Regions from separate parts of the Mus musculus genome. Here region 1 is linked to region 2. A link is a contact called in public HiChIP or PLAC-seq data. All regions are on one chromosome and are shown on one strand. The core of a region is the stretch at or near the end of the contact, and the rest is flanking DNA. Distances in the headings are between cores, read along the strand shown.

The links. HiChIP or PLAC-seq counts read pairs in DNA pulled down with a chosen protein or histone mark.
Region 1: a contact with region 2 is called in an H3K27ac HiChIP or PLAC-seq map of embryonic stem cells, with 4 times the contacts expected there. The contact joins the promoter of Rusc2 here to the promoter of Arid3c in region 2. A contact is called at or near these places in 2 of 39 promoter capture datasets (embryonic stem cells and liver) and 2 of 115 datasets of contacts at active chromatin or transcription factors (embryonic stem cells and microglia).

The regions. Positions count from the first base shown.
Region 1 is chr4:43,405,215-43,408,108 of GRCm38.p6, forward strand. It overlaps Rusc2 (RUN and SH3 domain containing 2), which reads left to right and starts at 1,288. Exons shown (of 12, transcript NM_199057.3): 1 at 1,288-1,466.
Region 2 is chr4:41,729,436-41,732,514 of GRCm38.p6, forward strand. It overlaps Arid3c (AT rich interactive domain 3C (BRIGHT-like)), which reads right to left and starts at 1,707. Exons shown (of 8, transcript NM_001017362.2): 1 at 1,656-1,707; 2 at 450-830. The coding sequence starts at 758.

The DNA.
Region 1 (2,894 bases), core at 38-2,537, 1.7 Mb after region 2:
ATTTAGTTGGGGGAGTAAAGGAAACAGTTCAGAGCAAAACCAAATAAATGCGCATGACTCATTGGGAACCACAGCGCTCACCAGGAAGGTGGCTGGTTGGCTGGTTGGTTTTGTTTTGTTTTGTGGAGTTTTTGAGACAGGGTCTCTCTATGTAGTTCTGGCCACCCTAGAGTTCTCTATGTAGACCAGGCTGGCCTTCGACTCACAGACATCTGCTTGCCTCTACCTCCCAAGTGCTGGGATTAGAGGCATGTGCTGCCATGGTTGTCCTGAAAGCTGCTGTTTTGGAGGGTGGCATCAGTGAGCAGCGACAGATTCCACTTACACACCTGGCTCGTGTGTGGTCTGCTACTGCGCGGTTATCCTCACAGAATGGCCCAGAACTCGAGAGAGGAAGAGGCAGGTAGTTCAGAAGGTCCACAGTTGAAGCGAAGGCTCTAAGAACCCAGTCCCTTTCCTTTGCCTGCCTTCCTGTGGGAGAAGGAACTTTCCAGACTCTCTGCCTGGTTAAAGGGAATCGACTCCCTTACAACCCTGGTCGAACCCAAGTCCGCAAGAACCAAAAACTGATGTGACAGGCTCAGCTCCGCTTAAACTGTTAGACCCTCTGAAGAGCCGGGAGACCAGCTGAACCCTGGGTTAGGGAGGTGGCCTGCAGCCACCCAGACTTGGAGCATCAGAGCCACCTGCTCAGAGAAGCCCCCTGTGGCCCAGGGGCTTCCTTCAGAAGCCTACGCAGAGGGACCCTGGAAACCCAGCACTGAGATTGGGCCTTGTGAAAAATGCCGGTGTTGTTTAGCTGGTGGAATGCTGATCTGTCGCTGGGAATATTGTTTTGTTTAGTGTAGCCTCTGGGTGGGGCTTCCAAAATCTCCTTCCAGGATGACCCTCCACCCTAACCCAGCTGGAAACCTAACTAAAGAAAAAGCTGGGAAACACGCAGTCATTCACTGCCTGAGTGGGAGGAGTGTGTGTGGGGGGGTGCTTCTAGCCAAGGTCGGAAAGGAGCGGCCTGAGAAGGGAAGGAAGGAAGGAAGGAAGCGCCCAGGCTCTGCCCAGACTTCTTCCAACACTCAGGACCCAGGAGAAGCTAGGCTCGGCTCTCCCTGGGTTTTTATGCTGCTGTCTGGAAAGTCTCCGTCTTCCAGCACCTACTGCCCCCTGTGGCTGACTTCTCTCTCTACGCCCCTCCCCCAGACTAACAGGCCGAAGGGACCGACCTGGAACTGAGTGGCTGCACTGTGGGCTTGCCTGCTCCTTTCCCTCCCCATCCCTCCCCTTAGTAGCAACGTCACCGCAGCCCAGCCGCCGTGGCAGCAGCAGCAGCAAGAAGACAGGCTGAGATTGCGCAGCCTCCCTGCATTAGCTCGGGATGCCATTGTACTAACAGAAATCAGATCTCAGGGTATCAGCCCGGTCCCCCTTGTGCGATCTCGAGGACCAGTGATTCAGCTGCCATTGTCGAGGTAGGGCGCGACGGGCGTGCAAAAGGAACGGGAGCCACCAGGTCCAGCTCGAGGCTCCTTGCAGAGGAATGGCTCTGGGGTGGGGGGTGGGAGGTCACTGCTGGCAGAGGCCGGATCAGCATCAGCATCTGGGCTCTGGCTTCTGAAGGGTGGCTTTGTCTTTCGGAAAGGGAGAGTGACAGCAAGCGGAGACAAACTCATCTCTGCATGCATGCATGGGCCGGGCAAGAAAGAGGCTTGGGCTGATGCTATCTATCTGTGCTGTTTGGTCAAGAAACAAGATCCTTTTCTCTTCCTTCCTTCCTTCCTTCCTTCCTTCCTTCCTTCCTTCCTTCCTTCCTTTCTTTCTTTCTATCTGGGTATTTCTAATGAAGCTGCTGTAGCTGCAGCTTTCAAATCTGGACACAAAGGCTGAATGGGTGGAGACCCTTCTACAGCTCGTGGAAGTTTATGCTGAAAACCATGCAGGAATCTATGCATTCTTATCCAGAAGGTTGGGTGGCTTTTCCTCCCCACACATGCATACTTGTATGCACACAGACATATCCATTGTAGAAGCTGCCAGGCTCTGGGATTGGTTGCAGTAAGAATGAATGCAAATGCCCTACAGCGTATGGAGAGAGGGATGCTGAAGGCACCTGACCTCTTATGTTATACTCAGCCCTGCTCTACAGAGCAGCTTCCTAGCAGGAAGGGACCAAAGCACAAGCTAAACCAATGCCCCCTGATCCACCATACCGCCCTCTTCCCTTCGTCCTGCCCTAGAGAAGACTGTCAGCCCCACAGAGGCTCTCCGAAGGACCTCAGGTCAAGGTCAGATCACTAAAGTATAACAATGAATGCCTTTGCCTCCCTCCCTGCTAGCTCTGAAGAAACCAGAAAAGCAGCAACTAGGTACTGTGACCAACAGAGGGATGCTGTTGGGTGAACAAAGACAGGAAGCGGCCTTCTGGAGTTGTCTTGCCCGTAGGCAGACAGATCCTTAGCCCTGTTTCCACCATTCACCCGGTAGTCAACTTGGAGATTAGACGGGAGTTTTACAATGTGTGACTGGGCATTTCGGGAGTGTCCTGAGAGTAGGTTAGTTCCCAGCAAGCCAAGAACTGTGAACAGCACAGTGGAGCAAGGGGGAAGTGTCGTGAGAACCATGAATGGGCCAGGATGAGGCAGAAGCCTGAGAACTGGGGCCTGAAGGGCAGGAAACAGGATTGACCAATGTGAGAACATGGGACGAAAGGGGCCGCAGGTTCAGACTAGTTGATAGAGCTTATATAAGTGGTCACGGCAGTGGGCACCATGGAATAGTAGGAAACAGCTGTGTGAGGGTGATGGCCGGACTTGAGGGAGAGGACTGGCCTCAAGCCCTTGAGAATGAGTGGTAGTAGACACCCTCGAGAGGGGACGTGCCCAGGCTTGGAGCCATTTCAG
Region 2 (3,079 bases), core at 457-2,956:
ACCAGCCTGCAAAAGGAGCAGCAATCTATTCCGCTTCCAAAGGCATTAGCCAGCCTGAGACACTCCCTTCGGTACATGTGATTTGATACGTGAGAGGGTAGATGGGGTAGAGTTGTTATGGGTTCCTTGAATTCGGGATCCCCTTCTCTCAAAGACCCTTACACCCTTTTTATCTCCCTTTCAAACTCATCGATGGCCTCCTATGGTGACCAATGGTCATTTTCTATGTTTTGAGGATCTCCATTGCCTCTTAATGAATTCCTGTGTACTTTCTACATATCTGGGTGTCTCTGCTGATTGATCATTATCCATCTTGCAGTCTTCCTATCTCTCCCTAGGTCTCTGTTAACATCCTTCAGAGGGTGATAGGAATGTGTAGACTATTTTTTGCCAGAGGGAGAGAGGCGTGACAGCTTGGCCGTGGTGGGTGGTGGAGAGAGGGTGCCTACCTGCTTGAACTGTTCCTCGTAGGTCCACTCATGTGGTTGGATTCCAGGAGACTGGCTGGAAGGTGAGTTGGGACATCGGGCTCCTGGATGGCTCTGCTCAGCTGTCTCCTCTTCTGCTAAGGGTGTCTCTCCCTCCTCATCTTCAGCACCCTCCTCTTCTTCAGCCCCAACCACCCCTATAGCCCCCTCAGGAGCCTGTAGGGTCCGGGCGCCAAGCAGAGGAGGTTGTGGAAGCGGTAAGCGTGGAGGGGCCAAGGGCCCCACCCCTTGGGCCAGCCGTGCTGCCTGCTGCCTCTGCAGGGCCTCCATTACAGCTTCCAGGCGCAGTCCCCCTGCTGGGGGGGCTCCTGGTACCAGGCGGGGCCCCGAGGAAAGGGCCGGCTGTGGGGGAGGGAATTATGGGTGCAGGGCCTTGCTGCACCCACACCCTACAACACAAGAGGAGATGCTCATGGACATACATGTTCAGGGACATACATGGAGTTATAAGGGAAGGATTAATATATCAAGAAAACAGAGACAGAGGGATAGAGGGAGCAAAAGAGACAGAGACTACACATAGGGAGTCAGAAATGGCCAGGAACTGAGGATAGGGAGAATCAAGCAAATTGGAAAGAGTAACAGAAACCAAGGGAGAGTGGTGCAGGGAGATCTCTCTCTCTCTCTCTCTCTCTCTCTCTCTCTCTCTCTCTCTCACACACACACACAGAGAGAGAGAGAGAGAGAGAGAGAGAGAGGGAGAGAGAGAGAGAACACGGGACGACAGGCAGATACAGAGACAGAGACTGGAAGAGAGACAGGAGCGGGACATAGAGACTGAGGAGGACCAAGATGGGGAGGGAGGGCGGGAGGGAGGGAGGGAAGGAAGGGGGGGGGGAAGAGAGAGAGAGAGAGAGAATGAGAAAGAGAGAGAGAGAGCTACAAGAGAGGGACAGACACCTGAAAAGAGATAGCAAGATGAGGTTGAGAGAGACGCGGGAAGAGCGACGCAGCATGAGAGAGAAAATACTAGAAAGAGACAGAAAATAGAGGACACTGGTGTAAAAACCGGGTAAAAACATAAAACACAAGAATCAGGAATCCAAGAGGTACAGAGAAGAGGGCAGCAATGTCTGGGTCTGGGACAGGGACAGGACCAGACGGGCATGAGGTGGCGAGTCACTGAGCCCGGATCCCGGGGTCTGGACGCCCTGCAGCTACACTCACCTGCCTGGCACCGCCCGAAGCCCCGGGTGTCTCCACGGCGGTCCGTCTGCTCTGCCGCCTTTCGGGCGGCTCCTGTCTCAGCTGGATTCCCTGCGCAGGGTCCCCGCTGTGCGCTCTTGCCGCCCTGCGCTCTTCTGACCGCCGTGCGCTCACTGGCGGTCGCTTGGCTGCCTGCGGTCCCGGGGGCGGGACCCGAGCCCTGCTGGGCGGGTGAGGGCGGGAGGGCGCAGCGGAAGAGGCTGGGGTGGGCTCGGCTCCTCTTAACCCCCCAACAGGTGTCTCCCACCAGCCAGATTCGAGGGGGGCGCCGGAGAGCTATGGGGAAATCACGCGTGGGAGAAAGAGGAGACCACGGCTAGTAAACTCCGGCCCATGGCCCCGCCCAGCCTTACAAGTCGTGTCCCCCAAACCCACACTCAGAACCCGCCGTTCACACCTTGTCACAAATTCGGGCCCAATTTTACACATTCCGTTTAAAGGTGACTCGAGGGATCTAGGGCCTGAACAAGCTGTTGTCACACTGGAATCGCTCTGAAGGATGCGGGGATGAATGCGGAACACCTGGCCAGAACAGAGCTTTGCCTTCCTTCATGCCCTGCCCACGTGCTATCGCCAACTGCAAATATGTGTCAGTTTAGGCACAGGTATGCACATGCCAGTGGCCCCCATATCTATGCACCTACACCCCCAGAAGTCTCTTGAGTCTCCTGCAAGCACACACATCGGGATATACACATTGTATGAGAAATACAGGCATACACACCTCTCCTCCTCCTCCTCCTCCTCCTCCTCCTCCTCCTCCTCCTCCTCCTCTCCTCCTTCTTTCTTCTTCTTCTTCTTCTTCTTCTTCTTCTTCTTCTTCTTCTTCTTCTTCTTCTTCTCCTCCTCCTCCTCCTCCTCCTCCTCCTCCTTCTTCTTCCTTCTTCCTTCTTCTTCTTCTTCTTCTTCTTCTTCTTCTTCATCTTCTTCTTTCCTTCTTCTTCTTTTTCTTTCTTTCCTTCTTCTTCCTTCTTCTTTTTTCTTCTTCTTCCTCTTCCTTCTTCTTTTTCCTTCTTCTTCCTCTTCCTTCTTCTTTTCCTTCTTTTTCTTCTTCTTCTTCTTCCTTCTTCTTCTTCCTTCTTCTTCTTCCTTCTTCTTTTCCTTCTTTTCTTCTTCTTCTTCCTTCTTCTTCTTTTCTTCTTCCTTCTTCCTTCTCCTCCTCCTCCTCCTCCTCCTCCTCCTCCTCCTCTTCTTCTTCTTCTTCTTCTTCTGTCTTCTTTCTTCTTCTGTCTTCTTTCTTCTTCTGTCTTCTTTTTTCTTCTTTTTCAAGACAGGGTTTCTCTGTATAGGCCTTGCTCTCCTGGAACTCACTTTGTAGACCAGGCTAGCCTCAAACTCAGAAATCCGCCTGCCTCTGCCTCCCAAGTGCTGGGATTAAAGGTGTG